2 separate regions of the Danio rerio genome follow, and region 2 is linked to region 1. The links are chromatin contacts, called in public Hi-C maps. All regions are on one chromosome and are shown on one strand. The core of a region is the stretch at or near the end of the contact, and the rest is flanking DNA. Distances in the headings are between cores, read along the strand shown. Region 1 holds the start of sp4 (sp4 transcription factor). Region 2 holds the start of tomm7 (translocase of outer mitochondrial membrane 7 homolog (yeast)).

Evidence for each region. A called contact is a pair of places that touch in the nucleus more often than the background predicts.
Region 2: a contact with region 1 is called in a Hi-C map of hematopoietic stem cells, with 3 times the contacts expected there. The contact joins the promoter of tomm7 here to the promoter of sp4 in region 1. A contact is called at or near these places in 2 of 18 Hi-C or Micro-C datasets (caudal fin and hematopoietic stem cells) and 2 of 4 datasets of contacts at active chromatin or transcription factors (embryo and gastrula embryo).

Annotation. Positions count from the first base shown.
Region 1 is chr19:2,865,435-2,870,311 of GRCz12tu, reverse strand. sp4 (sp4 transcription factor) reads right to left here and starts at 2,625. Exons shown (of 6, transcript NM_200124.1): 1 at 2,553-2,625; 2 at 2,158-2,243. The coding sequence starts at 2,559.
Region 2 is chr19:3,004,579-3,009,455 of GRCz12tu, reverse strand. It overlaps tomm7 (translocase of outer mitochondrial membrane 7 homolog (yeast)), which reads right to left and starts at 2,159. Exons shown (of 3, transcript NM_001161487.3): 1 at 1,925-2,159. The coding sequence starts at 2,027. It overlaps si:ch73-24k9.2, which reads right to left. Exons shown (of 12, transcript XM_073931368.1): 12 at 2,459-4,570.

The DNA of each region.
Region 1 (4,877 bases), core at 1,376-3,875:
TGTTTCATATTTTCAAATGGTTCATACATTTTTGTTTTAATGACTGATGACATAAACAAAACATTGTTCTCTTGTTATATTTACTAAATGATGCTTACTATATAATCTTTATTTTATATACACACACACACACACACACACACAAACACACACATTTACACACACATATATATATATATATATATATATATATATATATATATATATATATATATATATATATATATATATATATATATATATATGTTCATATTTTTAATAGGAAGCTTTACAATATAATATGTGTGCATATATATTAGATTAGGCAGTACTGAAGCCAAATCTGAAGCTTATCTGACAAAATAACTTACGATAATGGTCCAAAAACTAGATTAAGTCAGGACTAGGCCTTAGTTAAATAAGGTTGTTTAAGACACATTTATGAAAATGGCCTTAGAAAAATATTACTGGTGTGCACCTGGAGACAAAAAAATGACACTGACATATTTTAAGACATCTCACCACAAGTTATTCTGAGTTGAGACAGCTCAAACATGAACTTTAATCCTGACTAGCCTTAAACCTTGTTTGTGAAACCGGGGGTCAATGTTATATAAAAATATTAAATACAAATTGTACAAAAGAGGAAAAATCAAGAGAAGCTTAAAAAAAAATTGTTGAAATTTTGTAGTTTGTAATTCTTTTTTGCAATATTTTGCTGGAATTTAATTGTATTATCATTTAATATCTAAATAAGTTTGGTGTCTAAAATATTATTTTAATAACTATATCTGTTTAATAAATCTGTTTAGTGTAAATGCACCAAAATAGATTGCCTATATTCTAGATTACATATATAGTATATTTAGCTTTGCACAAAATGTAAACAAATATTAAATGTAATTTAATTACTTAAATAACTGTTATTAATATACATTTTTATAATGTTCACTTTGTTGTCACAAATTTGGTTACATTTAATTAGTGAACAAAAACCAGCCCAGTTTCCTAAATGTTTGTTCTTTATTTGGTTCTTTGTCAGTTTTCAGATGTCAAAACCAAAAAAATATAGCTTCAGACTTTTGGACTCCGCAAGTAAAGTAAACATTATTATTGTCTTTTATATAAACATGTTTTTTAATAGTTTTTACATTTTTGTTTTAATGACTTCTGACATGAACAAAACATTTTTCTTCTGTTATATTTACTAAATTATGCTTACTATATATAAACTTCATTATATCTATCTATCTATCTATCTATCTATCTATCTATCTATCTATCTATCTATATATATATATATATATATATATATATAGATATATATATATAGATATATATTTAGCATAGAGAAGATTTCTTCAACACATTTCTAAACATAATAGTTTTAATAACTCATCTCTAATAACTGATTTATTTTATCTTTTCCATGATGACAGTAAATAATATTAGATTAGATATTCTTAAAGACTCTTCTATACAGCTTAAAGTGACATTTAAAGGCTTAACTTGGTTAACTAGGTGAACTAGGCAGGTTAGGATAATTAGGCAAGTTATTGTATAACAATGGTTTGTTCTGTAGACTATCGAAAAAAATATATAGCTAGAAGGGGCTAATAATATTGACCTTAAAATGGATTTAAAAAAATAAGAACTGCTTTTATTCTAGCTGAAATAAAACAAATAAGACTTTCTCCAGAAGAAAAAATATTATCAGACATACTGTGAAATTTTCCTTGCTCTGTTAAACATCATTTAGGAAATATTTTAAAAAGAAATAAAATTTAAGGGGGGCTAATATATATATATATATATATAGACACACACACACGTTTCTTAAATGTTTGTTCTTCATTCGGTACTTTGTCTTTGTCAGTTTTCAGACGTCAAAACAAAACAATATGGCTTCAGACTTTTGGACTCCTCTGTGTGTTAGTGCAAATTGATTATAATGATATATTTGTTCAGTTTCTGAAGTGCTAAAGATTAAAAGTGTTACCCAACACAGTTCACCAATGTTTTATCAAACTCAAACAGCAGTTTTAGACAGGAACAGTGTGTATGCGTGTAACTGTGCACCGAAGAGCCCTGCAATAATCAGGAAGTGCTGTCTTTCAGTTGCAGAAACAAGTGGGCACCACAAAACCCCATTCAACCCAAACTTCACACATCTGATACCTGTGATCCAGAAGTTTTCCCTTTCGTACCCCCATCACCTCCACTGGCTTTCCCCCCATCAGTGGCCATGGCTTCCTTCTTTTGATCTGCAACAACAACAAAAAAGTCAACCCTAAAACATCTGGATGAATTTAATGCCACACATTACACTTGCACCACAAACACACACACACACACACACACAAGGGTCGGGTTTTGTAATGCAAAAGAGTCTAAACACATCAAGCAGGGCTTCCTGTCGCTCACAGGCATTGCACAAGAGCCAAAAGTGATCAATGGGCGCAAATAAACAGCAGATCGCATATGAAAGTGGGGGGACAGCGATGGATAGATGGCACAGACGCACGCATGGAGAATTAAGGGGTGGAGACGCATAAGGAGGGGAGGGTACGTACCACTCATTCCGCATTAATAAAACCCGGAGAGGAGTTGTTTAAGAGAAAAAAGGCCGGACGCCGTGGAAGGCAGGCAGAAGGCAGGCAAAAGCCCAGAAGAAGGACGGCCTATTTTCTCCAGCGGCCGCGGACTGTGGCGCAGCTCTGACGCACGGACCCACCCCGCCAGGAAGGGCGGTGCCAATGCAAAAACACCCTTCAATAACGGAGCACAAAATGCCAAGAGGGTCCGAGCAGGTCGGCTTGAAGAGCGGCGGTCCCGTACGCGTTCAAAGCGGGCCCAAATGTGCTGCTGAATCCGGAATTAAATAATGTTCCTCCGCGGAAATATGTGCAGGTCTGTCAGAGATCTCCGTCTGCGCGAAGGCCCACCCACTCCCATTTAAATATCTATGAATGCCAAAACCATCATGTTCAGTGTTCGCTCTCCCTTTCTCTCCGCTCTTTTTTGTGCGTGTGAGGATATTCGTCGGGAATTCACTCACACGACATTTCTCCGAAATTCACTTTTTTGATGCACAATTGCATTTGAGGCACACTAAAATTGCTGTGGCTTTTGTGGGCGGATGTTCCCCTCCCACTTATTCAGATTGGATGGTGGGCGTGATGACGTTTGGGGCTTGTAGTTTTATGAGTAGCTCAAGTCCTTTGGATTTCACACGTTGTGGACTACCGCTCCCATGATGCTCGGCGCCACAGAGAGTGACGTTTCGTTAGGGGGTGTTATCACGTTCGGTTGTTCGGAATGAAGAAGGGCGGGCTCTTGTGGTATGTGGGGGTTGGGCGAATGGAAACGGGTGGAGAAACACGAACCACCGGCCCAGTTCGGCTTCACGAGCGCACGGCCCACTCACTAACACACGCCCTGAACTTCTGTCACGATTACAGAGCGTGATAACCATGAATACATACACGCCGTTATGATACATGTACAGTAGCCGCTAAGTGCGTCGCGATTTTGAACGTGGCTGCACCTCACAGGCTTCAACAAGTATTCAGACACTTCTGTCCCACTTAAAACATGCGTGAATGTCACTGTATTACATAACAAAATTAAATCATGTGGCGTTATTTTTTAGCAAGCAAAATGTTTAACATAAATACATGTATTAGCTTCTAAATAGAGGACGGAGCTTTCAAAACAGACATATAAATATCAACAAAACAGCAGACAGTTGACTGAGGTAAAGTTAGGTTGTTCTACTTTCACACTTTCAGAGTTTGTCCTATAATATATCAATTCTGCAAAGGATTATTAGCGAATTCTAAATAGGCAAATCATATTAGCAGTCGAAGACTATCAAAAGTAGGTCTACAACATTGTTTACAGTCAATAGTGCTAATGTTCTAATGTCATACTTACAGTAGGCCTACAGAATATTCAAATGAACATGGTAAACAGTATGGGAGTTTTAAAATGAACGAATGTGCTAATATAAACCAACTTTACCTCAATACACGAGAAGGTTCTAGCTGCAGACCTGGTGCAGTGCAATCTGGGCTGCATCCAATGCATTTTAATGGGCTCACCTAAACCCACCCCTAACCCTACGCGTCACAGTGACGTCACTAGCTCCATTTGAGTGCATTGTGTCTGACATTGCATCGCGATGCAGTCTCAGCTTACACCATAAAGGCTGCATCCAGATACTATTGGAATACACACGTGCATTGCTTTCTAATAGCTAATAGGCTAAATCTCTGCGATAAACTGAATGTTACGTTTCTCATCTGTAAGTCACTTTGGGTATAAGTGTCTGCTGAATTATTAGATGTAAATCTTATAATGATGAAAAACCAGTTGAGCAAACAGCTTGATTTGAGCTCGACTGACACTTGTTGCAATGACTTATAGGTGATTTGAGAAAGGTTTAATGTAGTGTTTCAGGTAGCTTTGCTGTTTCTTTCTGTCAGGCTCTACAAAAATATCACACACAATTATTATTTGTGAATGTAAATATGATTTCCTAGTGACACAGAAAACCAAAAAAGATAGAAATAACTGATTTAAAACAAAGTTTGTTGGTGAAAATACAAGTGGTATAACTAAAATACTGAATAAAGTACTGTGCAAAATAATTAGGCTACCATAGTACATAGTTTGGTGATGATATAATGGACATGTCTTATTATTTGCCATGAAATGGCCTCCACAGTGTCCTGACCTGAATATTATAGAAGTACTATGAGACACAGAAGGAAATATCTCACAGCCTAAATCTAAAGGACACTGGAAAGTGCTGAAACCCATTACAGAGCACATTATATTCAGAAGTGTAACTAAAATACTTGGCACTTTATATAAAGTACTTGGCAAAACATTTA
Region 2 (4,877 bases), core at 910-3,409, 140 kb before region 1:
GCACAGAGCCAAACACCCGCCAGAGAAAACCATCAAGACAAAGACTCACAGCTGGAGGAAGTGATGCGCTTCAGACACTCAAGCAACACAAATACGCAACAAACTCAACATTATTTACAATCAGTCACCCTGTATTACAATGACGACGCATCCCAGAAGCCCCTCATCCTGACAGACTGTCCTGTAGTGACGTTAATCACTACTTAATGGCCAACAAGCACAGCAGGATGAGCAGTATTTAGATGAGGAATAACTGAATTGAAATAAACACTTTCAAAACGCACACTTCCTTGATGACGGCTATAATAGTGATGGTATATATTAGGGGTGTAACAGATGACGGTTGATCTGTGATTCGTACGGATCACAACCCACGGTTCGGAACACATGTGACTCGGAGATTAGGCTAATACATTTTTTTTTTACTTGTAGATTAATCCTAAATTTGTAACGATCGCAGAGAAAATACCTCTGGCATGATTTAAATCACATGTATGGAAGCATTTAGGCTTGCATGTACAATATAACGATGACAGAAAGTCTGTCGTGGGTTATTCGGGACATGGTGGGTTTCTTAGGTTATTAAAGGTGCTTTCTGTCAATACTTGTTTAGCCTGCAGCAATGCATTCAGTGTAAGCTGCACGATTAATCATTAAAAGATCAGGCTCTCAACACCCACGCAACATAAATGATGGTGAAATTTAGTCTGATCCGTGACTAAAAAGCCATGTGATCCGAACCGTGAGATTTGTGATTTGTCACACCACTAGTATACATTAAGACTACAAAATAATTGTCATCCGTTGTGTGCAATATAGAGCATACTTACACATTTAATCTGTATAAATATTGTAAATACATGGTGTGAAGTTCTGATCATGATTTTTAAAAAATAATAATAATCATAATACAAGCAATATATCACTGAAAAAGTGGTACAGTTGGTTTTATATTCAGACATTCGATCATTTAGAAGTCTCTATATTGTTTACCATGTTACTTTGAATATTCGATCCGAATTAGCATGTAAGTGTGGCTTGAAAACAACATTAACACTGTTTATTTGACTGTGAACACTGTTGTACTTTGATAGTCATCGGCTGCTAATATGATTTGGCTATTTGGAGTTTGCAAATAATACTTTTATGAAATTATATTATTAAGGGGAAAGTCTGAATGTGCCAATTTTACCTGTATATCACTGACTGTGTGTGTGTGTGTGTGTGTGTGTGTGTGTGTGTGTGTGTTTGTGTCGCCAATACATAATAAAAACATCTTCTAAAAAACATATTCAAATTGTAGAGAAATAAACCTTTCTTTATGCAAATTAGAGTTTTTTTTTGATGCTAGTCACTAATTATATTTGCAGTATATACATTATAATTATCGTTTTAAAATGCAGTAGACAACATTTGATCAAAAATGTTTATGAAAATTGTCTAAAACTATTCAACAACACACAATTTTGATCCATAGTCGTCTTTTTCCAGATATAACACCTTGCAATCATGCAAATAATTGTTGTAATGAAATGCACAGATGAATAGCTCAGCACAAAATTGGCAATGTGAGTTAACCAAATCAATATGGATAGTTTTGATTTCATTTACACTTTAAATACCACACGAGCTTTCAAAAATCCTGATTATTTGATGCTCAAGAATCATTTCTACTTACTACCAATCTTGTCATGTGTTCATGATGCTTTAATATATCTTAATCTACGTTTATCTATGTATATACTGATGACAACTCGCTTTTTCAAATCTTCAGCTTCAAATATAACACGTATAATAGTCATATCCGAGTTCATAGACGCTAAATATGTTTTAAACGAAGCATATAATGGTAAATGGTGAGTTAACGCCGCATGTAAACACACAGGACGCGCGCACATGCAGTGAATGTGGTTCATTTACTGACCCAGATAGAGCACAGTGGGGATGAAACCCCAGCGGATCACGAACTGTCCGCACTGGAACACCCGCTGCAGCCGCTGCTTGCTCTCTTTGCTCAGTTTCACCATGATTTTATGCAGATTCGATCGCCGGTGGATCCGATCGGATGAAGTGAAGGGCACGGAAGACCGCAGGAAACACGTGCGTGCCGTAAAGCGTGCGGCGGCGTTGTTGCTAAAAGGGATACAGCTGTGGACGGAAGTAAACGATCATCATTTATATTATTTATTAAATTACACATTAATTGTATTTTATTAACGTCTACCCCTACCAGCACAGTAATGTAAAAAAAGCAATTATACTGTGTGCTATTAATATCATTAACCATTTAATCATATTAACATCTACCTCTGCCTTTACATTAATGTAAAAACAGCAACTATACAAGGTATTATTCATATTATTTATTAAATCAACAATTAAATTGTAATTTATTAACGGCTAACCATAAGCCAACCCTCACGCTAATTTAAAAAGAGCAATTATACCAAGCATTATTCATATTGTTTATTAAATTACCTATTACATTTTTATTTTATTAACATCTAACCATACCCCAACCATCACATTAATGTAAAAACAGTAATCATACAAAGTATTATTCATATTATTTATTAAATTACCAATTTAATTGTATTTTATTAATGACTGACCATAACCCAGCACTCATATTAATGTAATATACCGAGTATTATTTATTACATTACCCTTTAAATAGTATTTTATTGTCGTCTACCCCTACTTTCACAGTATTGTACAAATATAAATTATTGTTGTCTCAAAAATTATGCTATATTGATGTAAGTAACCGCAGCTGTATCCCATCTAGACTTTACCGGCGGAAACCATTTTGCGACAGTGACACCCAGCGTCAGAGTGACACCCAGCGGCCAGACGGGAACACCACACCTGAAGAAAACATTCCTCTACAAACATCTAAACCCTCAGTTTATAGACAATTTTATAGACTAATCTCATCATAAAATCTGAATATATTTTAATGTAATTTATTTCTGAGATTCAGAACTGAATCACCGCACTCTTAGATGTCAAAAGATCCATCAGAAATCATGATTTGAGGCTCATTTTTGTGGAAAACGTGATTTTAAATCATTCTTTGATGAACAGAAGTTTTACATGGCTTATATAAGGTGAATTTCAAAATTTTCACAGATTTAAGACACAAACAGGACAAAAAGAAGAAAGTTTTGTCATCGTTTTGTTTTCAGTGAACGTTATAAAGGTAATTTCATAGTTTTGAAATGACACGACAGACATAAACACCAGCAGTAGACAGATGAGGACACACGAGGGCGCTGTTCCGCAACTAAAACAAAGGAGCGGGAAAATCAACACTGGAGGACAGAAACTTCTAATAGACAACAGCAGGGTAGGCAACATCTAATCCAGTGGTTCTCAAACTGTGGTACGTGTACCACTAGTGGTACGCGGACTTCCTTCTAGTGGTACACGGAGGAATGAAATACGTCATGTACATGCTACATATATTTCAAAATTGATCAAAAACTATGTGTATAATATGCCATATATGACATATAGCCTATATTTCTGAGGTGATCTGCCACGTTTTTTTAACTGTGCAGAGTTGTAGCTGCTGTACTAGGCCTACTACACTACTGTATTTTAATAGGGTATATGCCGAGCTAGTGCTGTTCCTATGCTGATACACTTCCGGTGACCTGTTATTGTGAACTTTTTTCCACTTTATACGGTTCCTTATACAGCATCGATGTTGTAATGTCATTAAAATACATTCTGTTAAATAAACTTTAGCATTTATTTAGTTGCTCACGCGTAAAACGAGACAAAAAGCTGTTTACTCGCACGCGCCCGTCAGAATCGGCAGGCTAGCGCAGAAGCTTCATTGAATATACTGGGATAAAATAAATGCTCATATTAGAAAGATATGGCGGGGGAAATGTAATTTAATGCAGTGCTTCTTGTACAATCTGAGACCCACTTTAAATCAGACATCAGTCAGCCAGTGGAGATCGCTGATTTTTAAAGAAAACAGACCTTAAACGCACCTGATTTTGCATTGGCATTCAATTAGCCGGAAGTGCTTAACCCAGGTTACTGGCAAATTAAAAGTCCTATTAGCATGCTTCGGCATATACCCCATACTGCTCATTGTGGTACGTGGAGAGACTATTTTTTTCTGAGGTGGAACTTCAGGAAAGTTTGAGAACCGCTGATCTAATCGATCTATCTGTGATTATAATCTCTTCACTCCTTCATTTTGATCTGAATGCTAATGGATTGTAACTGGTTTATTGGGGTCATAATCCCCCTGTCAGTATATCTAATACACGTATAGACTTCATTAGTGGACAGTTGTGAAAGTAGTTTAGTAGTAGTTTAAAATATATACGTTTCCATCATTGGCTTAATCAGAAACACACAGATAATAAAATATATATACATGGGCATATACTGATTTGGTTTGAAGCTTAGAGCTTAAATTTGTTGAACACAGGAACAGATTATCTGCAGTTTTTCATGTGTTACACTCTGTGACGTGTTTGAGCAGGAACAGGTTCATGAAGGTGTGTTCAGTCCGATAGACGTCAACAAATGAAGAGCTGTTTCTCTGCTGGATGAATAAAATCAACAATATTAGACACTTCAGGACATAAAGTAGGTTTGTGCTAGAAAAATAAAACCTTTATGGCTTGTAAAATGCATGCTAATGTCTTTATAATTCATCAATCTTCAGTTTCCATCATGTGCGACAACTAGTTTTCTTTTCTAATTATAACTAATACTATTTGGGCGACACCGTGGCTCAGTGATTAGCACTGTCAACTCACAGCAAGAAGGTCGCTGATTCGAGTTCCAGCTGGGCCAGTTGGCATGTCTGTGTGGAGTTTGCATGTTCTCCCCGTGTTTGCGTGGGT